5 separate regions of the Mus musculus genome follow, and regions 1, 2, 4 and 5 are each linked to region 3. Evidence: chromatin contacts called from public Hi-C and HiChIP or PLAC-seq data. All regions are on one chromosome and are shown on one strand. The core of a region is the stretch at or near the end of the contact, and the rest is flanking DNA. Distances in the headings are between cores, read along the strand shown. Region 1 has its middle 50 kb from the start of Atp10b. Region 2 overlaps Atp10b (ATPase, class V, type 10B). Region 3 holds the start of Gabrb2 (gamma-aminobutyric acid (GABA) A receptor, subunit beta 2). Region 4 holds the start of Atp10b (ATPase, class V, type 10B). Region 5 has its middle 110 kb from the start of A230004M16Rik.

The links. A called contact is a pair of places that touch in the nucleus more often than the background predicts. HiChIP or PLAC-seq counts read pairs in DNA pulled down with a chosen protein or histone mark.
Region 1: a contact with region 3 is called in a Hi-C map of cerebral cortex, with 5 times the contacts expected there. The contact joins the enhancer-like site here to the promoter of Gabrb2 in region 3. A contact is called at or near these places in 4 of 39 promoter capture datasets (embryonic stem cells, hippocampal neurons and stem cell-derived epiblast-like cells), 2 of 484 Hi-C or Micro-C datasets (brain and cerebral cortex) and 4 of 115 datasets of contacts at active chromatin or transcription factors (VIP interneurons, embryonic forebrain, forebrain and 1 more).
Region 2: an H3K27ac HiChIP or PLAC-seq map of SST interneurons shows a contact between it and region 3, with 4 times the contacts expected there. The contact joins the enhancer-like site here to the promoter of Gabrb2 in region 3. A contact is called at or near these places in 4 of 39 promoter capture datasets (the C10 cell line, the SN4741 cell line, hippocampal neurons and 1 more), 2 of 115 datasets of contacts at active chromatin or transcription factors (SST interneurons and forebrain) and 1 of 9 other capture datasets (embryonic stem cells).
Region 4: a contact with region 3 is called in an H3K27ac HiChIP or PLAC-seq map of VIP interneurons, with 5 times the contacts expected there. The contact joins the promoter of Atp10b here to the promoter of Gabrb2 in region 3. A contact is called at or near these places in 3 of 39 promoter capture datasets (the C10 cell line, hippocampal neurons and stem cell-derived epiblast-like cells), 3 of 484 Hi-C or Micro-C datasets (cerebellar granule neurons, cerebellum and cerebral cortex) and 1 of 115 datasets of contacts at active chromatin or transcription factors (VIP interneurons).
Region 5: a contact with region 3 is called in a Hi-C map of cerebellar granule neurons, with 4 times the contacts expected there. The contact joins the enhancer-like site here to the promoter of Gabrb2 in region 3. A contact is called at or near these places in 3 of 39 promoter capture datasets (liver and pre-B cells), 3 of 484 Hi-C or Micro-C datasets (cerebellar granule neurons and cerebellum) and 1 of 9 other capture datasets (embryonic stem cells).

Annotation. Positions count from the first base shown.
Region 1 is chr11:43,096,965-43,101,921 of GRCm38.p6, reverse strand. It overlaps a transcript of Atp10b not described here. Among named protein-coding and RNA genes, the nearest start is that of Atp10b, 50 kb to the left of the region's middle. Within about 2 kb of position 2,936, at least 18 of the 459 cell types and tissues checked have an H3K27ac peak or open chromatin away from gene starts, as enhancers often do. A contact at or near this core is called in VIP interneurons, brain, cerebral cortex and 1 more, where this site is marked.
Region 2 is chr11:43,213,558-43,218,914 of GRCm38.p6, reverse strand. It overlaps Atp10b (ATPase, class V, type 10B), which reads right to left. Exons shown (of 23, transcript NM_176999.3): 12 at 2,365-2,965; 13 at 1-10. The region is part of intron 2 of Gm12146 (a long non-coding RNA gene); the gene reads left to right. Among named protein-coding and RNA genes, the nearest start is that of Gm12146, 8.2 kb to the left of the region's middle. Within about 2 kb of position 1,659, at least 42 of the 459 cell types and tissues checked have an H3K27ac peak or open chromatin away from gene starts, as enhancers often do. A contact at or near this core is called in SST interneurons, where this site is marked.
Region 3 is chr11:42,418,478-42,423,457 of GRCm38.p6, reverse strand. Gabrb2 (gamma-aminobutyric acid (GABA) A receptor, subunit beta 2) reads right to left here and starts at 2,684. Exons shown (of 9, transcript NM_001362647.2): 1 at 2,032-2,684; 2 at 1,815-1,906; 3 at 810-877. The coding sequence starts at 2,108. Gm34591 (a long non-coding RNA gene) reads left to right here and starts at 2,243. Exons shown (of 3, transcript XR_388590.4): 1 at 2,243-2,422.
Region 4 is chr11:43,147,320-43,152,950 of GRCm38.p6, reverse strand. Atp10b (ATPase, class V, type 10B) reads right to left here and starts at 3,074. Exons shown (of 23, transcript NM_176999.3): 1 at 2,999-3,074; 2 at 1,062-1,359. The coding sequence starts at 1,336.
Region 5 is chr11:41,597,206-41,602,553 of GRCm38.p6, reverse strand. No RefSeq gene overlaps it. Among named protein-coding and RNA genes, the nearest start is that of A230004M16Rik, 110 kb to the left of the region's middle. Within about 2 kb of position 3,968, at least 6 of the 459 cell types and tissues checked have an H3K27ac peak or open chromatin away from gene starts, as enhancers often do. A contact at or near this core is called in cerebellar granule neurons and cerebellum, where this site is marked.

The sequences.
Region 1 (4,957 bases), core at 1,687-4,186, 680 kb before region 3:
TAGAATAGGGCAATTGTAACTTTTAGTTACTGTCTACTGGTGCCGAGTGAGGAACAACTCTGAATAAAGCTCAGGCATTTAATGCAGTGCCTCAGACACAGAATAGTCGTTCTTGGGTGCTGTCCTTGGTGATGTTCAAGCCGGACACAGGCTTTGTCCCCACACTAGTCAGCTCTTCCCCAGGCTGTCCTCACTCCTCTGCATTTAGAAACATACTTTTCAGTCTTATACTAAACAGTCTCATTTAGAGGGGAGCTTGTACAAAGGGGTCAAATATAAGTAGAGAAATTGCTTGGCCCTAGTGTGGGTGATGCATTTTCTAGCAGTTTGAAATCAATGCATTGAAATAATGCTCAGTGCCACCAGATGGTGTTGCTCAATTTCCCAATATTTGTATGTCTAGTTTCTTAATCTAAGCTGTTAGCATTTCTAGGGTGAGTCTGGCACCCCAGCCATCTGAACATTCTCACTATGCTTGCTGAAGTGATTAAGACCGTTAGGAAGGTGTGCCCTGGGGTGGGGAGAAAGAGAGACAGAGAGACATATACACACAGAAAGAGAGAGAGAGAGAGAGAGAGAGAGAGAGAGAGAGAGAGAGAGAGAAGAAGAAGAAGAAGAAGAAGAAGAAGAAGAAGAAGAAGAAGAAGAAGAAGAAGAGGAAGAGGAAGGAGGAGAAGGAGGAGGGAGGGAGGGAGGAGAGAGAGAGAGGAGATCAGATGTCCAAGGTCACACAGCAAAAGATATTTTAACTTAAGGTTCTATATAGTTATGACGACTTGGCTGCTTATAGCGCAGTCTTGTTTTCTGATGGGATTATTTTGGCTGGTACCATACTTGGGTGGGAAACATGGCTGCTGAGGGTCAAAAAATTTGACTAGAAATTACAATATTTGCTCCTCACCAGATCTGGCATCCCTGAGTCTGATTCCCACACAGTGGTAAGTGGCAGTACTGAGTAAACTTTCCTGTGATCAAGGGGATGCAGTAATCTTCTAGGCTCCCAACAATTCCACTGGGATAAGCCCCATCATGGTCTTCAACTACTGCCACGAGTTCTCCACCAGTACTTGTCTAATCTTCCCTGTGCCATTATGCTGGACCGTTATGCAGACAGAAGGCTTCTAAACAGCCTGGAGTGTGTTCGCTTGTGTTTCCTGGAGTGTGCTTCACTTCTTAACTCTCTGTGGCTGTGAAAGGAACCTTATTTTGGAAAGGAACTTTGAAAATGTAATCAAGTTAAGATGAAGGATTGAGGTAGACTCTAACCCAGTGTAATGTGCCTTTATAAAAAGAGCAGAGCAATGTTTTTCAACCTGTAAGTCATGACCCCTTTGAGTGCTGAATAACCCTTTCACAGGGGTAGGCGCCGGGCAGTGGTGGCGCATGCCTTTAATCCCAGCACTTGGGAGGCAGAAGCAGGCAGATTTCTTGAGTTCGAGGCCAGCCTGGTCTACAAAGTGAGTTCCAGGACAGCCGGAGCTATACAGAGAAACCCTGTCTCAAAAACAACAACAACAACAACAACAAACCCCCAAACCCAAACAACAACAACAACAACAACAACAAAACCGTTAGAAAACATAGATATTTACACTACGACTCATAACCCTAGCAAACTTGTAGTTATGAAGTAGCAATGAAAACAATTTTGTGGTTGGGTGTCATGACAACGTGGGGAACTATTGAAGGGTCACAGCATTAGGAAAGTTGAGCACTACTGGAATAGATGGTCATAGGAAGAGAAGGGACATGGCCATGAGAAGGCAGAGACAAACATGAGAGTGATGCTTGGTACCCCAGCAAAAGGCATCTACCTCAGCACAGCTGGAAGAGCAAGGAGCCTAGTCCCATTGACACCTTGATTTCCGATTTCTAGCCTACGTAGCCCAAGAGAATCTATTTCTGTTAATACATCTCATTTGTGCTGCTTTATTATATAAATGCTACAAAATGAACACATAGCCCTCCTATTCATCCTTTCCAGTTGTTTCCGTACCTTCATTTATCTTGTGTATGTGTGCACATGTGTGCATGTGTTTGAATCTGAAAGTCTGAGTTCAACTTCAAGTATCTTACTTAATAAACCCATATCTCGTTTTAGAAGAGAGTATCTTTAACTTTTATGGAGCTTGTTGATTATTCTAGGCTGACTAGTCAGCTAGAGAGCTCCAGGGGTCTACTTGTCTCCATCTCAGCAGCATTAGGATTCCAAAAATACACCACCACACCCAGCTTTTTAACATGGTTCTGGGGTTTGAACTCAGGTCCTCTTGCTTGCATGGCTAAGCCTTCTTCCAAGTTATGATCTTCCCTTCTTTCCTCCTCTCTCGTTCATCTTCCAGCACATTTCTACAGCCTGTGTGTTGTCTCCAGACTGCCATTCCTCCAGGCACAAAAGGGTAGACAGCCTGGTTCAGAACTTGCTAAGTAAGGAGGGAACAAAGGGAAAGCTATCTGCAGGTGTTGAGTGGCTTACAGCTGGATGGCTCAGCCACCATGCTGCCGGAAACAGCTGCAAGGGTCTGACATATGTAGTGTGGATCTTGGCAATATCATCTTCGGAAGCTGTGAGAACAACAAGCTTGCTTAGGACTTCATATGAATTGGCCCAGACACCTACTCTCCCTTCCCAGCCTCTTGAAATTGACTTTTGCAGCTTCTTAGCATTCAGCAGCAGCCCTCACTGGTGAAGCTTAGACAGACTGTATGTTCCCTACAAAGCAGGGTACTGACAGCTTTTTTCTTTTCCTTTCCTCATTGCTTAATCTGTCCACTTCCTGATACTAATGGATTTTTAAATGAGCCTAGGACAATTGATAGCATTTCCCAATTAAAACCAAATACCCTTCATCCACCCTTCACACAGTCGCTCAGTACAAAGAAAAAGCGCTGGCAGTATAGCACAAACCAAGAGCTCTCTGATTCTCTTGCCTCCTGCCTCTGCTGCCTGCAGAGAGGGGGTGCCCCGCCCAACGACCTGGCTTCTGCAAAAGTGCTCTGCAAAGTAGGAGAACCATCTAGATAATCATCCCAAGTGACTCAGCCTGAATTTTCTAAGCAGCATCAGGACCAGAATCATACGTAGGACTTTCCCTATCCTTTCTCAAGCTTGAGATTTCATAGCCAGGGAGCTTACATGCTTCTCCCAGGATTATAGGAGAATATTCGTTAGCCATGTTAATTGATAGAATATTTGAAGTTAGCAGGGTTGATGGATTTCCCATTAAATGATCTCTGCCAAGTGAGTGCCTACTCTGGCCTTGGCCCTGCATTTGGCCCCTTGTATAAATAATCTCTAACTCTTACTACATCATGTGCTTTACAGATGCCTAGACAGATACCCTCAGAAGTTGAATGATTTATCTTGACACCATGCACTGAGTTAGGTAGAATGAACCCAAATCTGGGTTACTTTGGTGCTTCTTGGACTGCATATGAAAGAGTAGCCATATTTCGGGACTGTGTTCAAGGCTACTTTACTTACTTGGAAGGTTGACATATGGAAGGTGCAAGATTCATGTTAGAGAAGTAACACATGGCGGTTTTAGATCTATGATTGATTTCAGTCTTCTTAGACCTCAGTGTCCTCCTAGAGGACAATCAAGAATGCTCTGAGGAAATGCTCCTAGCAGCAAGAAGCAACTGGGGTTAGTTTCTTCTCTCTGTATAATCAAGCTGTCATTTCAATACTATGCTCCTAAACTCTGTTTCTACAAGTCTTCCCTTAGCCTTATTTTAATAATTCTTCATTACCATTTACTAGATAAAGCCTACTGTTGGCACAATTAGCCCTCCAATACAGAGAAGGACCTTTGTATGTATGTATGCATGTGTGTATGTATGCATATGTATGTATGTATGTATGTATGTATATGTGTTTAGTGCAAAGGTTGACTGTGAAGTATGTCCTTCCTTCCTTTCTTCCTTCCTTCCTTCCTTCCTTCCTTTCTTACTTCCTTCCCCCCTCTCTTTTTCTCTCTCATATCTTTTATAAATCAAACTATCTCCATTACTTTATGAGTTGAATCTGGGGTTCACAGATTTATCTAGATTAGCTGGCCAGCAAGGCCCAAGGATCTGCCTGCCTCCTCTTCCCTGTGGCTAGGATTATGGTTACATGCAGCCATACTACCTAGGAGTTTTACATGAGTGCTAGGGAACCAAACTCAGGTCCTTCTGCTTGTGTGGTAAGAACTTGCGGAATGACCCATATACCCAGCCCTCTTGCATAAATATATCTAGAATATAGTGAGGAGCCATTCAAATGTTAGAAGACAGTTTGTGGCAAAGTCATGCCAGCAGAATGTTAATAAGTGCTGTTGGTTCTAGGTCCACTAAAGATCCAGAACTCATATCCATTTAGCCCTGAAGCCATTTAGTTTTTATCTAATCTATCACCCAGATTTAGCCCCAGAGGTTTCCTTTATTTCTGTTTGGTTCCAGAACCATCCTCCATTCTGCTGCTGGCATGACTTTGCCACAAACTGCTTTCTAATAGTTGAATGGCTCCTCACTCTATTCTAGATATATTTTATATTCTTAAATGTGCCCTAGTAGGACAGCATCTCATTTTAGCCCCCTGGAAACTTGTGACTGAGCTTTCTACCACCTTAAGTTTGCTCACATTCAACTCTAGACACCATGAACTTCAAATGCCAGGCTTCTTCCCCCAAGGCCTCTGCATATGCAGTCTCTTAACCAGGTAGACCCAGAGTTTTCACCCAGTTGACCCTACACATTCTTCAGATGCCAACATTGATGATTTCTTGGGAAATCTTCAGCCATATATATCCATGTGAACATCTAGGACAGCATCCTGGCAGCCTGCACCCATTATGCATACGCTTTGGTCATTTTGATGGACATTGCTTGCTTGCCATCTTTTCTCTTCCATATACAGAGCTCTGAGAGGCCACAGCATGACATTTTGAAGCATAGCACTGGGAGTGTGTGGTAG
Region 2 (5,357 bases), core at 410-2,909, 800 kb before region 3:
ATATTACTCTCTGTCAAATAGTTGTTTCTCATGAAGCCATAGGCAAATGCTCAGGGAGTTTCACCGTCAACTCCCTGGAGTCTTTCCAGTTAACTACATCAGCCATAAAAGAGGAGTCCCCTTTCTAGCCCTCCCTAGGAACATGGAAGAGGTCTTTTGATGACAGACTGCCTTGGAAAATGATAATTCTATGAGTCCTCACAGTGTTTGCTTCTTAGAGCTTTTCTTCAAAAGCCTGGCTGGAAAAAGTGCTACTTAAGGAAGGGAGGTAATCTAAGAAATTGTTCAACTAAACCTGCTTACAAGACAACTGCCTAGAAAGTTAATGCAACGCTATTGTTAGGTGGAGGGTTGGGGGCTAGGAATTTCAGTCTTGATACTCAAGGTATATTTTCAGTAGCCAGCCTTGCTTGGAGAGCCACCCAACTTTGCAAACTATTCTCTGAAACTTAGACAACCCATCATCCGCCCTGTCATCTACTTTAGCTCTTGTCAAGCTCAGTTCCAAGACAGCTGCAAACCTGGATCTCATTAGTGGACTTCTTTAGCGCATTGGGTTTGCTGACTTAGGCTTTCTTTCAAGACGAAGGATGGTGTTAGAAAAAAATAGCTTTTGCATTTCCTGTAACTTTAGTGTGAAAAATACCTCACTCCCTTGTTCAAAAATCCCTGTGTTGGGGCTGGTGAGATGGCTCAGTGGGTAAGAGCACCCGACTGCTCTTCCAAAGGTCAGGAGTTCAAATCCCAGCAACCACATGGTGGCTCACAACCATCCGTAACAAGATCTGACTCCCTCTTCTGGAGTGTCTGAAGACAGCTACAGTGTACTTACATATAATAAATAAATAAATCTTAAAAAAAAAAATCCCTGTGTTAAAGTTCCACATAGCTTATTTCTTTTCAAGATCATTTATTTTTTTTCTATTAGACAATAAAAATAGTTCAGGACTGGGCTGGTGGGAAGGCACAGGACCGGATCCTGCCCTTTGTTCATCTAAGCTGTGGTAGGCATCAGTCATCTATAAATCTGTAAGTCTGAGCAATGAAGCCTTTAGAATCCCTTACTAGTGCTGGGCAGAGGTTTTAGAGAGATCCTCAGGAGTGAAGAGAATTTGAACGCCACACCCATTCCTTCATACAATGCCAAGCTAAAAATATAGTTTCTAATACTGGTCTCACTAAGTACAAGGAAGTCCAATAAGTATATCTTTATACAATATAAACATCTTTTCAGATATTACTTCCTCATTGATCAAATGACCTAAGTCCAGGCTTTATGTAATCAATGCCTAATTGAACACTGCAATATCTTATCTTCAAAATCATCCCTTTTGAAGCTCACCCTTGTGAGCCCTTGGGTTTTCCCACACCAGGTTTTCAGGAACCCCAGAGTCAAACTGGATGATCAAACATCACAAATACACTAAACCTGATCTTATTTCTTCCTTCCCTTTCAAAGCATTGTCTCTTTCTTAAGGCAGTGACACTGCTATTGTGGTTTTTATTCGCAGCATCTCCAATCCATTTCTGCAATCAGGTGAAGAAGGAATAAACAAACATCTCCAGGGCAACGTGGCTCTTGCCCAGAGTGCTGTGGCTTCCTCAGCTCAGAAGCACTCATCTGCCAGAGTCTGGGGATGAAGAGAACTAATTAGCTCCCTTCTCATTCTAAACACTAATCAGTCCCCATGAACCTCTTGGCTGCGATCCACAGCTGATAAGGCTGGAGGCTCTGGGCTGCCTGGGCAATTCTGAAGCTTGGCTGGGAGCCACTATCCTGGGAGAATCATACCCCTATCACTGTCTTCTCCTTGTTAGCAATCAGAATGCGGCTGCACACCAATTCATGCTTCTCTAAAATTGGACACTGATACATAGGGACTTTGGAGCTTTTTTTTTTTTTTTTTTTTTTTTTTTGGCCCCATGCAAGTTTATGAAAAATCCATCTTGGTGGGGGTGGGCACTGGGGAAAATGATAATAAAGAGGGACACTTGAGGGACCACAGTGTGCTCTAGGATGTGACTAATGGATGTTTTGGTAGAAAGAAGCCTGGATATGGGTATGGCTAATGAATATTTTAATGAGTGTAGAAACCTGGAAACTGGAAAATGTGAAGGTAAAATAGCTTCTCTTATAAAAGACTCTACAGAGTCTTGAATGCATTAATGAACACCCCACTTCCATAAGTCAAGGTGGTGGAAAATTCAGTGTGTTCTAAGGATCTTGTTTTGAGACTATCTCATGGGCTTGGGTCCATTGCAATGTTAGAGTAAGTGACTTTTAACTTGGGTTCCTTGTCACCATTACACATTGCCCCTAGGACTATAGCCCTTGTGTTCCCGGGCCCCATGGTGGGAACTCACCACAGGCTGGATCTTCCAGCAGGTCCATGATGACTGAGTCAGCACCCTTGGTGTAGACGATTATTTCATCAGTCAGTGGGTGCCTCACCACTACTGACATTCTCTTCCGGACAGAGTCAAAGCCCAGCGTGAAAAGGAGGTCAAAGGTGAGGCAGATGCCCTGGGGCAGACGCACAGTCACCTGCTCAGGTGTCCTAGACACTAGTGTGAAACTGTAGGCACGGGCAGCATGCACTAGGGCTGCTTCATCAGGGCTTTCAGCCTCGTAGCACAGCTCTGGTTCATCTTGGCTGAGAGTTGGTGCCTCCAGCCCCTCCTCCAGAGAAGTGCCTGATTCAGACCCCAGGATGTCACCCTGCTCCCATGTGCTGCTCCGGTAGCCACCGTCAGTGGAACAGTCACCGCTACACACGGACGTGTCATCTTTCTCATCGGAGTCTATGGTGGGCAAGTTGGGTCCCAGACTCTCTCCTAGATCTGTGTCAGAGGGGGCCGTGGATGAGAATGATTGACTGAGACTCAAAAGCTTCAGCCTTTGGAAGAGCTGTTGAATCTTCTCCAAGGATGTCCCTAGAGCCTTGTTGGCTGGTGGAGTGGTAACCTGTGGTTGAGTAAAGAAAGTGCAACATCACTCTAAGCATGTGAGCTGTCTTATGCAGAATAAGAAGTCATTTTGCAATCAGAGCATTATTTGGGTCTTCTGTGGTCATAGACCTGTAGCATGGTCATAGAAAGACCCTGTGTTCTGTGGATCTCAGCCTACCCACCTGTACAAAGAAGGTGTTAGCTCAGATGTTTCCTTCTGTACCTGACCTTCTAGGTGTATAGTTTCCAAACATCCCACTCTGGTCATGGTGGAAAGAAACATAGGGGTGAAAATGAGACTCTCTACAGTACTCTTTCTCTCAGTTCAGTGCATGGTAAGCTGCTTTCTCTCTGTGTGAATCATCACATTCATTTTTTTCCCTGAAAATCTATGGGTATGGAAGCCAGGCACCCAGATGTTGAATAGATTTGCCATGATACCTCAGTGTTTTGGTAATAGAGTTGGGATTCAGTTCTGAGTTTGGGTCCAGCAATTAGCTTGGAGCTATGAGCTAGTGCCAGCCTTCTCATTAACTTGAAAACTGAAGTTGGATGCTAGCTTTCCCAAAATAGTACTTCTCAAAAATAGTTGCTTGTTCAGTTAATGCTTTCTGTCTCCTATATATCACGGAAAGTGTGTGATCATGAGGTGATTTTTCTGGGTGGTTTGAAATCTTGGCATAATGAGAGGAAGTTATAGTCTAGTGAATCCTGTTTTTTTGGTTTTATAGCCACAAGTTGCTCCAAATCATTATTTTTTTTAAAACTTTTTATTGGTTCTTTGTGGGTCCCACCTCATGCAACCTAATCCTACTCGTTTTCCCCTTTCCTCATATCCATCCTCCACCCTTGCATGCTCCTCCACAACAGAGAAAACAAAATCCCATTGTGAAAAGTATAGTGTGTCACAGTGTGTCTCACACTGTACTATCTTGTCCACACTACTTTGCTTGGAAATGCTCATTGCAATGACTTGGTTTGGAATAAAGCCTCTGGTTTCTGCTACTCTGTCAATACCGGAACCTCACTTGGACTCCTCTTGGATAGCCTGTTGTTGTCCTGTTCCATGGAGATCCTGTAGTTTCAGATTTGTAGGACTGGCCCCTTCATGCACTCTATCAGTTCATTAATGGAGATGATGAGGCAGGCCAATTCAAAGCCCTGGATCTGGGCCATGAATGGGACTTGGCTGGCTCTACCACCCTTGTCATCCAGGGTTCAGCTCTCCTGACTACCATAGATGGTGAGGGAAGTAGGGCATCTCTCCCTCATCCGTGCCGTCACCCAGAAGACAAGAGGCAGGGACGGCTCTCCCACACACACACCCTTGAATCTGGCTCACCCTCAACTGCCACACCAGGGCCAGCTCTACTGAGATGTTCAAGTGAGGAACAGGATCAGCTCTTCTGTTTTCAAGACCCCATTGGGGTCAACTCTCCTGTTCAACACCAGTGTTAAAGGTAAAAGGGAGGGGAGAAGACCTCTCCCTCTCTGACACCACTGAATAGCAGAGGAGAGGTAGGGCTGGCTCTCCTACACTCAAGTCCTTGGGACTGACTCACCTGTAACCCCCACACTCAGGGCCAGTTCTACTGTGCTACCCAGGTGAGGTGCAGAGCCTGTTCTCCCAAGTGCTGCAGCTGGTGAGGGCTAGGGTTAGATTTCCCACTCTGATGACCAGGTCTTCTGTCTGCCATAGATGGCAAGGGGCAAGAGGGTTCATCTCTCCCTCTCCATGTTACTGCACAGCAGACAAAAATAGCAGGGCCAGCTCATCTGTACCCCCACCATCAGGTTCAACTCTACCATGCTACCCACATGAGGTGCAGAGTCTGGTCTTCCAAGTGCTGCTGCTGCTGAGAGGCAGGGACAGTTTTCTTGCTCTCATGACGCCAAGGCTAGCTCTTCCAAGATGCCCAATCAAGGAGTGAGCCAGTTCTTCAGCTCTCAGATATAACATGTCCCCATGGAGCAGACCAAGGATGCCCACCTGACCTTTGGTGGCAACAGACCCTTGCTGTTGCAGGGTCATGGACCCAGACATGGCCCCCAGTGGTGCCACAGGTCAGGACCCCACCATGGTCCCAGGTGGTATCACCAGCTACTCACATCAGGCTGTTCTTCACTACCCTTGAGTCTCCAGATCTGCTTCTCTTCATTGTGCCCACATCCTTACTTGCTCTCCTTAGAGCTGCTTGGGCTCTGAGTGTCTAGAGTCATCTCAGGAGTAGTCTCAGGAACATTATGCCCCACTTGTGAATTTTGGTACCAGGCAGGGGTCATCTCAGGCATGGTCTGCTCCCCCATGCTCCCACAAGACTGTTCAGGGTCTGAATGGTAGTCATCTCAGGCTAGCTCCCTGTCTAGGCCCCATGGCATTGGTCTGGAGGTCATCCCAGGCTCGCTCC
Region 3 (4,980 bases), core at 1,435-3,934:
CTCCTGCATGAAGCATACCCCCCCAAAAGTGCTTCCCTGTTGGAGAACACAGGTTCTTCTCACACCCCTCTCTCTCTTCTTATCCTTTGTCCAAAGACTGAGTGTTGCTGACAATAAGTTGTGTGTGCTTGGTACACATAATGATTAGTGTTGCAGGAGCAGTAAGAAAGTACACTTGGTATTAATCTTGCCTTTTTGGATAAAGACTGGCCAGTTTTTTATTTGATTTCAGTGGATTAGCAGAAGGGGTTAAAGGAGATGGAAGGTGGTGGGAGGGGCAGAGATGTCAAATGTCATTAAGTACTAGGAATCAATTTCCTAAAGCAACAAGTGGGCATCAACACCCCAGAACTAATTACTTAGTCACTCTGTGAGAGTTTAGTTTGTATGATAGACTTCCTGGTAGGTTTTTGTTTGGTTGTTTTATTTATTCATTTATTTATTTAGTCACATTTAAATGCTCCTTTTACCATGACTAAGCCCCAAACACAGAACTGTAACTCGACAAACTGAGGCTTTCAGGAAGCTGTGAGAGCCATCACTTCTGCAGGGGGCCTTCCAGCATATTGCTGCCTGTACAAGTGAATGTGTGAGATACTTTACTCACTCTGTATTGGATCCAAATTGGGAAAAGTGCAAAAAACCAGCAGTTGTTTTGTAATTACACATGCCATGAATTCCAGAGCAATATACTATTCTCCTGTCCCCACATTATACACATATTCAAACATACTCCACCCCCCCCAGCAACTGCACAGCCCCCACACAGTCCCCATTATAGAGACGTATCTATGAGCATTAATACTCACCATATTGACCTCAGAAACCATATCAATGCTGGCAATATCAATGTTCATTCCTACGGCCACAGGGGGACCTGCAAACCAAGATGGTCAGCCATGTGACTTCTCAGAACTTAGTCATTCATACGAAGAGTTGTCACTGGGAACTCTAAAGAAACCCCCTCTGTAGAGCTAATCCATATATTCATTACTTTCCCATATCTTTGCAGTATGAATGTGGGGATACTCTTCTAGGAATATGCACACATGTGCTGGTCAGACAATGTTGCCAGCTCTGTCTACACATGTTGATGTCTCAGCATGTGAATTCCTACAACTCACAGAGCCCTAGGGATTCGTGTAGATTGCATTGAAACCCCCTCTTTTTTTCCCCACCCACTTCTGTGTGTAGGTTTTAACTCTTTAATTCCATTAAGAGTCTGAGCAAAATTAAATGGCCACACTAGCATATCTGGGGCTCCAGGGAGAGATGCCCCTTTTTCCTCTGCTATCTTTATTCTCAATTCCCCAGAACCCCTTCTCCCCTATGCCATTCGCATATAGGGCTGGGTGGAATCCCGACATGAGCCACTTTAAACCATGGCCAGAACTCTTCTAAAGTAGATGGGCACAGAGAGTTGAAGCCACCTCTCAGCCAACCGCCTGCACACTGTGTCCTCAAAAATACTCACATTATAAGACATCCCCGGCTGGGCACACTGTTAACTAAACTTAAGAGGTTTGTATCTCAAGAAACCTCAGACTGGGAACAAAGATGTATCACGGTGAAGGAGAACGAGAGCGGTTACAAAGTCTGGTCACACTCTAAGGGGGTCTTCTTGAAAGACCTCTCAAGTGCTGGACAGAAACTGGCTTAAGTTTGGATCTGTTTCTCAGCAAGGTAAAATAGGAAAACATTCTATACATCACATGCGCCCACAACTAAGGAGAGGAAAGAGAGTGCACACAAAGCCCAAAAGACAGCTTGGGCTGGAGCTGGGCTGTTTCTTATTTGCAAGGCAATCCCATTACCTCCAAAATCTGGTCTCAGACGAATGTCATAGCCTTTCAACAGTCTGTCCACCGTCTCTTTAACCAGCGACATATTACTAGGGTCATTGACACTAAAGAAAAAAATGACAATAACCAGGAATGAATAAAGAAGACAGCACGGCATCTTCAACAGCCCTGCTCACAGAGAGGTATGCAGACAGAGCCCTGACAAGTGAGAAAGGAAAGGGACACTTACCTCTGAGCACAGACAGCGGCGATTATTAAGGGAAATGACCAAATCCCAAAGTAGCCCCTTTTCCGGACTCTCCACATCCCTTTAGGTTCTGGTGGGATTGAGGGATTCACTGAAGAGAGGAGATCCAACTTAGTCTGCCCAGTGCAGTAATTCTAATGTGGAGCGCATGCGCACGGCGTACCAAAACATCAAAGGGGCAGCGGCGGCTGCCGGGGACCGAGATTTCCTTGTTTAAAAAAATTAAAGGGGAAAAAGGAAAAGAAGCATATATATGTGTAATATGTACATGTTTGAATAATATTAAACTACTACCCCAGAAATGCATCCAGAGTAAAATCTTCGTTGGTTTTTTTTCTTTCTTTCTTTAAGACAAAAGCAACCAGAGCGTCTGGTAAGTTTCTGTTCTAGGAGGTAGTTGCACCTCACGACGTGGTGGGATTTTAGAGAGAGGGAGAGAGAGAGAGAGAGAGAGAGTGTGTGTGTGTGTCCCCTTAAATATTAAAAAGAAAAATAGGAGTAGGGTGTAGGGAGGAAGATTGGTTCCTGAAACCCTTCTCCTCCCGGTCTAAGCCAGTTGAAAGGGGCAAGGAGTTGAACTTTATTTCCTTAAGAATAGCAATCCCCTGCCTGGGACAAGCGGAGGAGGTGGGGGTGGGGTGGGAGCGCTAGGGGTGGGGAGGGGAGCAGTGGGAACCAGAGTCCGAGGAGGAGAAAAAAAACCAATGGGAGGAGTGCTGAGCAAACGTTGGATTTTGAGCGAGGGGGGGTGGGGGTGGGGAGTGGACTGTGAATATGAAAGAATCGGAATGGCTTTGAGAAGAAAGGGGAAGGATACAGGAATCCAAAGATGCTCGTTTTTCCTGGGAGTCAAGGGGCGAGCTTTTTCTTCACTACTCACGAGTGATTTCTTTCTCTTCCTCCTGCTCCCCCTTTGCCCCCTGTTCCCTGGGAAGAAAACCTCGGGGTCCTGGTTTCTGGCGCTGTGACGCTCCTGACCCGCTAGTCCAGCTATTTATAGCAGGAGGGGGAGGGGGCGAGGGGAGCAGTCAGGCAAAGGCTTCTCTGGGTTTGGGTCTGACTCTGCACTAGGAAATTATAAGTGGTCAGGATGAGGTGTGTGTGTGTGACTGAAGAACAAAAGAAGTGGGGGCGTGAGGGACAGAGGGTGACAGGCGTTCCAGCACAGGTGCGGGGCCAAAAGGCATCCAGTGCGAGGGCGGGTTGCGGGGTGGGATGCGCTCCTCTGGCCCCCCACGCCTCGCGGACGCACGCGCACCGCGCGCGCGCGCGCGCGCACACACACACACACACACACACACACACACACACACACACACACAGACACACACGAGACACGTGCATTCACAGTCCTTGCCACCCACCACTCCTTACCTCACCAGCAGGAGCTCGCCGCCCACTACTGTGGCCCAACGGAGCTGCACCACTGCCGCTCTGCTCTGGACAGTTGAAGCTGCACCTCTGCGTCCAAACCCAGTGGTTCACAGAAGACAGGCACAATGAAGGAACCCCGAGACCGTTTGAGCCACCAAATCACCTATCTACACACCACAATTTTCCCTCATCCCTTTCCTAGCCCAAGGGGACCCAAGGCTGCCCCCTTCCCTCCAGCTCCAGGCTCAACACGGACACCAGATCCAGACTCATTTCATAGGAAAAATCATTTCCTCTGCTTGGGGCTCGCTGGAGGAGGGGAGGAGTTGCGGGGGGGGGGGGGGGAAGAGGATGCCGAGAGCACCGGGACTGGGATGCCCTAGAGTCGTGTTCCTCGTTTTATCCTGAAGACAGGGAGGGAGTACAGCAGGTGCATCAACTACCCTGGCACTCTTTGATGAAGAGGTAGAAAGGCAGAACTCAACACTGGGTCCTGGACCCCAGTATCCAACCTAAATCTACTACTGAGCCTTGTCATTTACCGAGAGTCCCTACCATGTGCAGAAAGCCGCGCTTAAAGCAATATTAGCTCAAAGTTGACTCCTTAGTGACCCCATTTTACGGGTTTAGAAACTAGCACATCGATCGGAGGAACATGTCCAAGGTCATTTCTGTGGAGAAGGGTGGAAAGTGAGTTGTGCTTATAAAGCAGTGTTTCTAACCCTTAGACTAGACTACCTCAACTCTTAAAGTTCAGAACCTCACACTCTGCTAGCTCTCTGCTGCCACGCGGGGGACCTCCAAGCGCCCACTGCGCCTGTGGGATGGGAAAGCTCACAGATTACAACAGACTGGTGGTCCAGCAGGTCTCTCTGGTGAGAGCAGAGACCAGATCCCCAGGGATCGCAGCTAGCTTGGTGCTACAAGATTCCAACTGAAGGCTTTTTAGTCTCCACTGTGACCACGTTCAGCTTCCCCTTTTGACCCACATAGTACAAGACACCCCTACCCCCACTTCCATCCCCTTGCGCGCATCTCAGGAAATTAAGAGTTATTATTCTGGGGCAGTTTAGAGAGGTGACTCCAAGGGAACTGTGGAGAAGGGATGGTTGCCAGCAGGAATCTGATAGTTTCCCTAGGGCAGAAGACAAACCAAAGGGAAATAATCTGGGGAAGTTTCTAGGTTAAAGACAGGTAAAACATAGCACCATAAACACAGAGCAGATGCATCACTGCAGGACTATCTGCAAGGCTGGAGGCTTACATGAGAATGCGCGCGCACACACACGCACACAAACACACACACACACGCACACGCACACACACACACACGCACACGCGCACACACACACACACACACACACACACACACACACACACACACTCACGCACGCGCACGCACGCACACGCGCACACACGCACACACACGCACACACTGGTGTGGGGCAGAGGCACCTTTTGCTGACTTCCTTTTCTTTGCTCTTACAGTAATAGTAACATTCAAGACCAATGTAATGAAAAGAGAAAAATATGTTTCAATAACCAAAAGATTCCCAA
Region 4 (5,631 bases), core at 1,825-4,324, 730 kb before region 3:
ACATGCCTTTTGCCATGATGTGAATGTGGAGGTCAGAAGACAACTTGTGGGAATGGATTCTCAACTTCTAACCATGGGTCCTAGGGACTGATCTCAGGGCATCAGTCTTGGTAGTGATCACCTTTACCATCTGAACCATCTTGCTAGCCTTGTTTCCGCTGCTTTCCTAGTTCACTGACCTGCCTACATTTGTTCTCTTTTGTGCAAAGAGGACATCATATTACCCTATCTACTTTAAAGGGCTTTTAATAAATGTTATGTGATATAAAAATTGGTTTTGCATACACAAAAGGGTTCTGAAGCATAACAGTCGTCAATGTTAGTTACAAATTTTAACAAATCTTGGGATTTTAAGGTAATATTTGATTTATAGTTAATACATGTGCATGTGTACATGTGTGCATGCCAGATGTTGATGCTTGGAGTCTCCCTCAATCACTCTCTACTTTATTAATGAGGAGGGTCTCTTACTTGACTCAGAGCTCATTGATTTCACTGATCTAAACAAGGCAATTTCACTCCGGGGCTCCCTTGTCTCTCTCTGTCTCCTAAGATCTGGGTCTACAGGCAGATAACTTCCCACTTGCCCAGATTATACAGAGGTTCTGGGGATCTGAACAGTCTAGTCCTCATATTTGGCTCAGTGAATATTTACCCCTCAGTGAGTTATCTACCGAGGGTGTCTCTTTATCTTTTCATCCAGTCATGTCTGAATTGTTACTTCTTCAAGGGAGTCTTGGCTGACATTGCTCTGTTTACCAAATTCACACTGTAAAGTACCACATACCTTTCTTTGCAAGTATTTTTTTTTCTAGTTATAGAATTAAGTCAATTTGGCAATTTAAAAATTAATGTATCTCCTTCACTAAATGGGGCAAACAATGAGTTCAGTCTCTTCTTTCCATATATGTTTACTACGCAAACACATGATGTGATAAGTCAACACTTGATAAATGAGAGGAGCTTGTTCCATATGTACATTTGGATATCAAAGAGAACTGCATCATCTCAGCAGCAATGCTAGGCCATGGTATATATTGTTGGGAGACCCAGCTGCATACCTATGAAACTGCTCAAAGAGATTCTGGGGCAGGAAGGTGAGGAGAGTGTACTTGGTTGTACAGATGCTGTTGCCTGGGTACCTCCTGCAGACCTTCTTCCAGTCCTGGTGACACATGCTGTTGTTGGGGTATACGACCCGCTGCTCTGCTGTGTTGTGGCTCTGTCTGTCTGTCTCTGGAGAAAGCAGTGGTGTGGTTTCTGATGGAGATTGGGAGAAGCCATCTTGGGTTCGCCATTTCCATCGGAGCCAAGAAAAGTCAAGAGAGCAAGTCATTTCTGGGATCAGGTGACAATAGTCTGCAAACACACAGGAAGTTGCTGTGATCAGGAGAGCTGAGTGGAATGTGAACACAAGAAGTCACTATGGTAAGGAGGATAATACAACATGGCATCTCTTCTTTTGTACATGTAGAGTTCAATCTTAGAAAAATAGAAAAAGTTCCTGCGATGCATCTGTTTTAAGGTCAGATACATTAAGTAAACAATAAAAAAAAATTATACAACTACCACAAGGATCAGCATTGTGAAAGCAAGTGATGGTGTCAGTGTGGCAGTTGTTGATGACATGGTTGATGATGTCATGGAAAAGCCAAATTGTGGTCTGCAAAGATGGGATGCTAGGAGGCTAAATTTGGCTCATTCTTAACAGTAAACGTTCTCCATTCACCTTGTTCATCTTCAACATAAAAAGAAGAAAGAGGGGCTAGAGAGATGGCTTAGTGCTTAAGAGTGCAGTTCTTACAGAGAACCCAGGTGAGTTCAGTTCCCAGCCATCAGATGGCTGCCAATTACATGCAAATCCAGTTTCAGGGGATCTGATAGTCTCTTCTGGGCTCTGTAGGTACTAGGTATACACATCATATACATACATACATATATACATTCAAGCATGTACATATAGACACATGATATAAAAATAAAGAAACCTTTAAAATAATGAATTGGCTTTTAAAAAATGAAGAAAGCTATTTTTACCATCCTTTGCTCATGTGGTTAATTTAAATTTTTAATGTATATGTATAGATATGTATTTTACCAGCATATTTGTCTGTGTACCATTTATGTGTCTGGTGCCTGAAGAGGCCAGAAGAGGTTATTGGATGTCCTGGAACTAAACTTACAGACAGTTGTTAGTCACTATGTGAGTGTGAGGATTGAACCTAGGTCCTCTGGAAGAATAATCATATTCCTAATACTATCCATGTAGGAACAAATTTGAGAGGAACAAATTGGGAAGTACATAAAATTGTGTTGACATATTTTAAGACAAAATGAGAAATGTTTATATTTTAAATACTTTTTAATTGAATTTTTAAAAAAATTAGTTAACATATGGCTGGACGGTGGTGGTAGACACTTTTAGTTCTAGCACTTGAGAGAGAGAGGCAGGAGGATCTCTGTGAGTTCAAAGCCAGCCTGATTTAAAGAGAGAGTTCAAAGATAACCAAGCCTACACAGAGAAATCCTGTCTTGAAAAACCAAGAACCAAAAATTAAATTAAATTAAGTTAAAAAGTTAGCATACTATGTAATGGGTTTTATTATAACATTTTTATCCATATATGTCAACATGCTTTGTTTTAATTGCTCCACCCACTCTCTCTCTGCATGCCCTATGTACTTCCCCCTTCTGGTCCACTCCTTCTCCCTCCAGAGTTGCCTCCTTCAATTTCCATGTCACATGGATTCCATTACCAAGAGTTCTTTAGTCTTTAGGATTTCTTTGGCTATGAACATTTTAACCTTACAAAATTTCAGAGCAGGACATCAAATGGATGGGTCTGGGGACATAGCTTGTAGGCAGAGTACAAAAAGCAAGAGGCATTGGGTTCCACCAAACATAAACCTATTCCTTAGTTAAGGTTTTACTGCGGTGAACAGACACCATGGCCAAGGCAAATATTATAAAGGACAACATTTAATTGGGGCTGGCTTACAGGTTTAGAGGTTCAGTTCATTATCACCAAGGCAGGAGAATGACAGCATCCAGGCAGGCCTGGTGCAGGAGGAGCTGAGAGTTCTACATCTTCATCTGAAGGGTGTTAGGAGAATACTGGCTTCCAGGCAGCTAGGATGGGGTTTTTAAGCCCACATCCACACTGACATACCTACTCCTACAAGGCTACACCTACTCAAACAGGGCTACACCCTCTAACAGTGCCACTCCCTGGGCTGAGCATATACAAACCATCACAACCTGGTATAGAGGGCATTCGTCCATAATCCCAGCACTCAGGAGACAGGCAGGAGGACTAGCAGTTCAATGTCATTATCAACTATACAACAATTTGAATGGCAGCCTAGTAGGTTTTATAGGTTCTCTCTCTCTGCGTCTCTGTGTCTCTGTGTCTCTCTCCTTTTTCTTTCTATCTTTCTGTTTGTTGTTGCTGTTGCTGGTATTTCAATGAGAATGGAAAGTGGAACAGCGCAGAAAGATACTTTTCAAGGACACCTGGACATGCAGTGACTAGGCTGTGGTGACCACTGCTTGTATCATAAATGTAAGCTGGTCTTTTCTATCATCTTTGTCTTGGGGATTATAATTCCATTTGGTATATCTCACACCTGAGTGCCTGGCCAAGAAGATATTCTTCCTAGATGGCTGATTTGATTGTTACTATATTTGGATTAAGACATGTCTAGGGTAGCAGTTCTCAACCTGTGGGCTGTAACTCCTTTGTCAAACCTCTGATTCCAAAAATATTAACATTATGATTTATAACAGAAGCAAGGTTATAGCTATAAAGTAGCAATGAAACAAACAATTTGTGCTCCATAATATAGGAGTTGTATTAAATAAATGCAGCATTCAGAAGACTGGGAAGCACTGTTCTGAGGGATGCCTGGGCACCGATGGCTCCGGCTCCGGCTTGATGCATTTGCACTGTGACAGTATTATTGTGGGGTGGTGAAAAGTAGGAGGCCAAGCCTCTTTGCAGATAACGTAAGTCTCTGGGCTGTGACTTGTTTTGGCCTCAGCCTGTGTAATCTTCTCTTTTTGCTTCCTATCCATCAGAATAGGAAGAAGAGAGGCTGGGGCCCAGCTCTAGTGGTTTTAGAACCTGAAGGAGGATGTATGGAGTCTGTGAAAGACTTGGACGGAGAAGAGCAGTTCATACACTCTGGCACGGAGACAGCTCAGTTTACCTCTATTCCCATATCTATTTTTTTTCCACAGCTGAAAAGTTTTATATTAATTTTTTTATGAACAACCTCTTTTAAGGACCTCCTACATTTGCAAATAATGTGCACACTGTACTTTTCCCTTCCTTCTCTTCCTCAATCCCTGCTTTTTTCTGGTAACCCATAATCCACTTGGCCTCAGCAATCAGTTAATATTTAACCCAGAACACAGGTACATAGCCAAGTGTCTGTAGTTGGCAGCAATTGCAGTTACAGTATAAAGAAGTGATAGGCTACATATCCAGGAAATTCGGACTTATTTATTGGTACCTACTGTCTCCCCACATCCTGATCAGGAGATCTAGTTCCTTTAATGCCAAGGGCTCCCAGCAAATTAGTAACCTGAGACAGTTCCTCTCTCTTGTTTTAGCATCTCTGAGTGTTCTCATTTATTCTTGGAACCAATGATCCAGCAAGACCTTTCTCAATTTTTGATAATCACCTAACTGTTGTTTGGAACAGTTGCGTGGGCAAATTGTTGTCCGAGCCAAGTTCCTATCGGGAGAGAACATCTGGCCATCAGCTGACATACCCAGACAAGCTCTGGTGTTGACTCAACCAAATCATCCTTATTAACAAGCAAAGGAGTTAATAAGGATCTCTTCTGCTCCCACAATCCTCAGAGATGAACAAGAGTGAATCATGGCTGGAGCTTTCTTTTTCTGATTCTAGGGAAACGTCTGTCACAGACAAAGTGTCAGTAAAAACTGCCAATAGCAGAGCCAAAAATCTGCAAACACAAGGCAAAAGTGAACCAAGAAATCCCTCTGGAAAGGCCAGGAGATTCTGGCCTCACAGGTTCTTGCCTTGAGGGGACCCAGCTCTTCAGGCCTTAACTTTGCTTGACATTTATAGGCCCTTTCTGGAAGAGGCTTGGCCACTGTCAGAACTTTTACACAGTGCTCCCTCCACCACAAAGTTCTGCCCAAGCACATGGAGTTTGGTGGTTTGAATGTGAACAGCCCCCATGGGCAAATATTTTAGAATACAGTCTCTGGTTGGTAGAATTATTTAATGACTATCTCCCTGCTGACAAGCTCCTGGCCATGGTGATCATGGGCTCTAATGCTCTGGGAACTGGAGCCCCAAATTAAATGCTTCTTTTGTAAGTGGCCTTGGTCATGCATGGCAATAGGACCGGAGCCAAACAACCTTGGACTGAACTCCATGAGCCAAAAAGAGGCTGCTTTGCAGAAGTTGTTTTTGTTGGGTATTTTGGTCCCAGTCACTCAAAGGTGACCAGCAATTGTAGAGTATGGTGCTTAGCATCAGATTTCCCTGCTGCCAGGCTCGTTAACAGAATCCACAACTAAACCCTCAAAGTTCCTCCACACCAATTTACTTAACATCCTAGAAGCAAATTATCTCAAAGTTATACTTTGTGAAG
Region 5 (5,348 bases), core at 2,719-5,218, 820 kb after region 3:
GATGCAGCTTACTTAAACTTAATGTGACTTGGCAGGACCTGGTTATCCTTGGTGCTGGCAGGCTTCCAGGAATGCAAGCAGAGTTTTGGGACCAGAAAATTTAGTGCAGTGGACAGGGTAAAAATATCTCATTCTTAATGCCAGTAGATCCTTTGTTTTCTCTCTTCTGCAACAAATGTAAGTGACAACCATCAATGTTTATGCTGGCATTAATTCTGGGACACACAATAGAATCACATTGTAAAGTAGGCATAAGATAAGTCCCCAGATATGCCTGTGCCCTCATTTCCAGAACTGTGAAAATGTTAGATTATTTGCAAAGGGAAATTAATGTTTCAAAAGGAATGAAGATTCCTAATCATCAAAACTAAAATGAAGAGGTTACTGGAAAGCATGAATGAGTTGTAAATCACTATGTGAGCCTCAAATTAGCACCATATTCTATCTAGGTTATTTGACTACCTGGATTAATTAAACCCTTTGAAATAGGACTAGTGTGTTTTACAAAGACATGTCCATTCTCTCTCTGTCTCTCTCTGTCTCTCTCTCTGTCTCTCTCTGTCTCTCTCTCTCTGTCTCTGTCTCTCTCTCTCACATACACACACACACACACACACACACACACACACACACACACACACACACATAAACAAATATACACAGTGGGCAGGGTGGGTGGAAGAGTGATTATGAAAATAAAGGTAAAGTGACATATTCATAAGGAATCCTGGTCTGATTTAATCACTGGCTTTTAATGATGCATAAATGAACATAAAACAAGGTGATCAGGCTTGCCCTAGGAAGGAGAAAGAAAGAAAGAAAGAAAGAAAGAAAGAAAGAAAGAAAGAAAGAAAGAAAGAAAGAAAGGAAGAAAGAAAGAGAAAAAGAAAAAGAAAAAGAAAAAGAAAAAGAAAAAGAAAAAGAAAAGAAAGAAAACAAACAAACAAAAACCCTTTTGCAAAGGGGAATAAGTTCACTAATCCTTTGTCATCTTACTCTTATACCCAGAAAAGTTTTAAACAGACTTTGAGTTACAGATACTTTGAGTATAATAAATTTGTAGTTTTCTTTTAATCATGGTCTTTTCAAGTAACTCACATTGGGCCTGAACTATAGACTCTAGATTCTTCCTTACCCTCTGCAGCTAGCTAAATTCATGTTCTTTAATCATTTAAGGTTTCAAAAATTTATTACAGCCCAAGTAGAAACTTAATACACTCAGGAAAGTTTTAAATAATTAGGTATTAGGTCAGATCAACTGTATTAAACCCCAAAAATGCAAGAGATCCAGGTACATGATGTGGAAGGCTCTAGGGTGCTTGCATGTGTAGGATCTGTCACCCTGTAATCTTCATAAGACAGGAAACTCTTAATGGACTCAAAACAAACTCATCTAATCAGTGTCTACACCAACTCTAGGACATTTTCCTCACCATTGTAGGAGGGATTTGATTTCCTGGTGCATCAAAGGGGTCATTGTTGACACTTTTTTTTTTTTTTTTTTACAACAAGGTAGCTCAACAAGAGAAAATAAAGCAAATATATTTAATATCTACCTTTTTTCTGTTACAAAAATATTCAGAGTTGTAAGTCTGAAGATCTGAGGGAAAGCTTAAATTTTGTACTTAGATTCAAGAAATAATGGAAATCACACTGAAATATGATGTTAAAGAAATGGAATGGTATAGAACGGAATGGGATAGGATAAGATAAAAATAGATTCTAGTAGAATGGAACCAGAATGAGTGGAAAACCCTGAATGCTGGGGATCAGCCAATATCCAACTACAGTGCAGGTCTTCCAGAGACCAGGAAGATGAGAGATAAACTAACATTCCTAGATACTAGAGCTTGTTTGATTAAAGATTTGCATAGAGGAGGAATTCTGATTTCATCACTGCATGAGATGACAAGCATGGTCAGAAGACAGGAAGTCTGACAAAAGTCAGAGGAAGACATTGTGTACTTAACTTGTGCTTCTGAGAGGTTCCGCACAACTCTAATTGAAAATTTCCAGCACCCCAGTGGCATACATTAAGGTACTGTGTTCTGAGCCCCAATAGCATGCACACCGAGTGTTAACACAGGTAATTTCACTGATGACTGTCTATAGTACAGCATAAAGTAATACAATTATTTTCAAATTTTATAGGGAGAAGGTATTATTATTATTATTAATCTTTTTTTTTATAATCAAGTCATTATCTCCCTCTGGTCTTCCCTCCAACATTTCCTCATCCCATTCCTCCTCCTTGTCTCCAGGAGAATATTTTCACCACCCCCCACCCACCCAGCCAGACCTCCAGAGCATGCATTCTGTAGTAAAAAAACTTCATATTTATTCCCTTATCCTTCCTTCCTTTCTTCCTTTTTCCTTCCTTCCTTCCTTCTTTCCCTTGCTACATCCATTTTTCTTTCTCTTCTCTTTCCAATCACTTTTCAATTTCTCTTGTTTCATTAATGTATCATTCCTTTTCTTCCTTTTATCTTTCAATCTTTCTCTTTCATCCTTCCCTCATGTTTCATGCAGGAGTTATGGTTTTGTCATGCGGATAATGTTTTGAGTCTAAGTTAACTATTACTGAACCAAAAGATCATTCCAATCAATGCATACTAATATGATAAAGAAACATAACTAAAGCCCTAAATTTTAATTTAAATTCAGTGTTATACTATCAGAGGAATATTTAAGCTTACGTTTAAGCTCCTTAGTAATTCAATATCTCTTTTGGGAAGTTTACCCTGTAATTTTAGTCAGGAAATTCTTTCTTACATCAAACTAAAATTCCCTTTATTATAACTCAGCATTGATTAAAATCTACCCTAATCTCTGTGAATGGAAGCCTCCTATACTAGAAGTATGCTCTGATTATGTACTGTTTTCTCAAGTTTGAGTTTGGAGAGATCAGTGAGAGTGACATTATGAAATATAAAAGAGATAAATATGGTTATAAATTTCATTCTCTTACCCACCCCATGCCCTAGAAGCACCTTCATGAATCACGATATTCCTATATTTATCTAGCATTTTCTTGAATGCTTTTTCATAGTGTTCATAACAACAGGTCAGTGAAAGGTTTGATACATAGGATTATTTATTCTTATTCATTCCATCATAATATTGATTATTACAACATAATACTTGATCCTTACAACAGACTAAGGAGCAAGATGTCATTACTCTCATCTCTGGGATGAGAACACTACCATCTATGGGTGCAGTTGCCTCTTTCTCTGTTGAAACTCTTGTCTAGTATTTCATGGTTCCAGGAATCATGCTGTTAAAACACTGCTGCCTGTAGAGGGGTGGCCTAATTTCTTGGCCATGGAAGTAACAGGAAACCACACATTAAAGGACTTTCCCTTGAGATTTCTTAGGAAGAACCCCAGTAGACCAGATGGATCACTTGGCTCTTTCTCAAGGAGCCAAATGTTCATAATCTTGCTTCATTCTAACTCTGTGAAGTATATTTATAGAATATAGCACTGCTCTAGAAATTTGCCATTACAGGTCATAGTGAAATGGCTTGCGGGACCTGCAGTATGAAAATGAATATTTGGATATCAAACCAATAACCATTCAGACAGAGTTCTAATTATTTGCTCATGGTAAGTAAAGAATTTCCAATCATGCAAAGGGACTTTATTTATGCAGCACTTTCCAGTTGAATAGCACTGCTTTTTCTGAGTGATCCTTTCAGTGGGATGATGTATTATACAAGTTGCTGCTATTTTATTGTTCCATGTAAAGGTGATTGAAAAGTTTCTCCTGTGACATTATTACCTAGCATAGGCCTCAAAGACTGCTTGTTAGCCAATTGGCAAGTCCCTTCATCCCCCATGACGGAGACATCTGAAAGGCAGTTCTTTCAGGAAGTGTCAGGAACGATATTTGGTCTTACTTACAGCCAGTAGGCGTCATAAGTCACACCCCTGACCGTGTTCAGGCGTATGTGACAGTATCTGATAAGACAGAAAGATTCAGTCAGTCCAACACGCTGCTGACTTTGAAGATGACCACAGACAGAGAGAACAGAAGCTAAAGATCACTGCCAGTTACACAATAATTAATTCAAAGCAGTTTTGTCACAGGGACAGAGATTAAATTCACCAATGCCAAGTTTTTTTTTTTTTTTTTTTTTTTTTTTTCAGGAATCAGATCTACTGGTTTGTGAAACTGAGCAAGGCACTAAACATGCCTGTATCTCAATTTCTGCCTCCCTAAAACTGGAGGGGTTTTAATTATTAGGGTTATTACATACACTATTTAACATATATATTATTATGTCATTTACATATTATATTAAATATACTTTATGTTAAATAATTCAAAGGAATCAAAGCACTTTGAATACTCTTTGGAGAAGAATGGAAATTCAAAACACTCTTCTCTTGAAGTACAACTTCAGATTAGGATTTTTATAATCCAATTAGATATATTTGTGACTTAAATTTCAAGCCCAGGGCACTGAACATTCACTAGGGTTCTAAGAGAGTCCATATTCTTATTTATTTTAAAGTATACAGTACTAAAATGAAATTTCAGTCACTCCTTTTTGTTTTAAGGAATTCATTTATTTTTAATATTTGTCTCATAGTTGGTAAGTGCATGTGAGTGCAGGTGCCTGCCCAGGCCAGAGTCCTAGGTTCTCTAGAACTGAAATTATAGAGGGTTGTGGGATGCAAGATCTACATGCTGGGAATCAAACTCAGGTTTTCTATAAGAACAGTAAGAGATTTTAACCTCTGAATCACCTCTCCAGAAAGGCCCCTACATGTCTATATTTTTCTTTAATATTTAGTAGACATAGATAGGGTCTTGAATATTATAATTGAGCATAGTCATAATTTTATATTCTATACCAATTACTTTGTAAATCCTAAGCATGGCATATACTCAACTCCTGAGAAACAATCTGAAACCTTTTATTAATAAATCTATGAATCCTATAAATTTATGTGAAACGGGTACAGAATGAAAGGGTACCACAAAAGGAAGTGTAAGGAGGTGGCAGTTTTTACATTTTACTTTGTTTGATTTATGTGTATGCCCATGTGCACATGAGAACCAGTGGAGGCAAAAAGAGGGAGTTGAAGTTACAGATAGTTGTGGACCACAGGATAGGAATGTTCAGATCCAAATTCCTGTCCCTTGTAAGATTAGCAATGGTTCTCAAGTGCTGTGCCATCTCTCTAGCTTGCTGCACATGGGCCTTCAATAAGCAAAGTGATAGTAAGATAAATGTTTACATGTATACCATCCAAAAGATCTTGGAAAGACAAGAGGAAGGACATGGAATGGCAATATTGTAGATGCTCACCATTTTAACTGATGGGAAGTCAATAAGG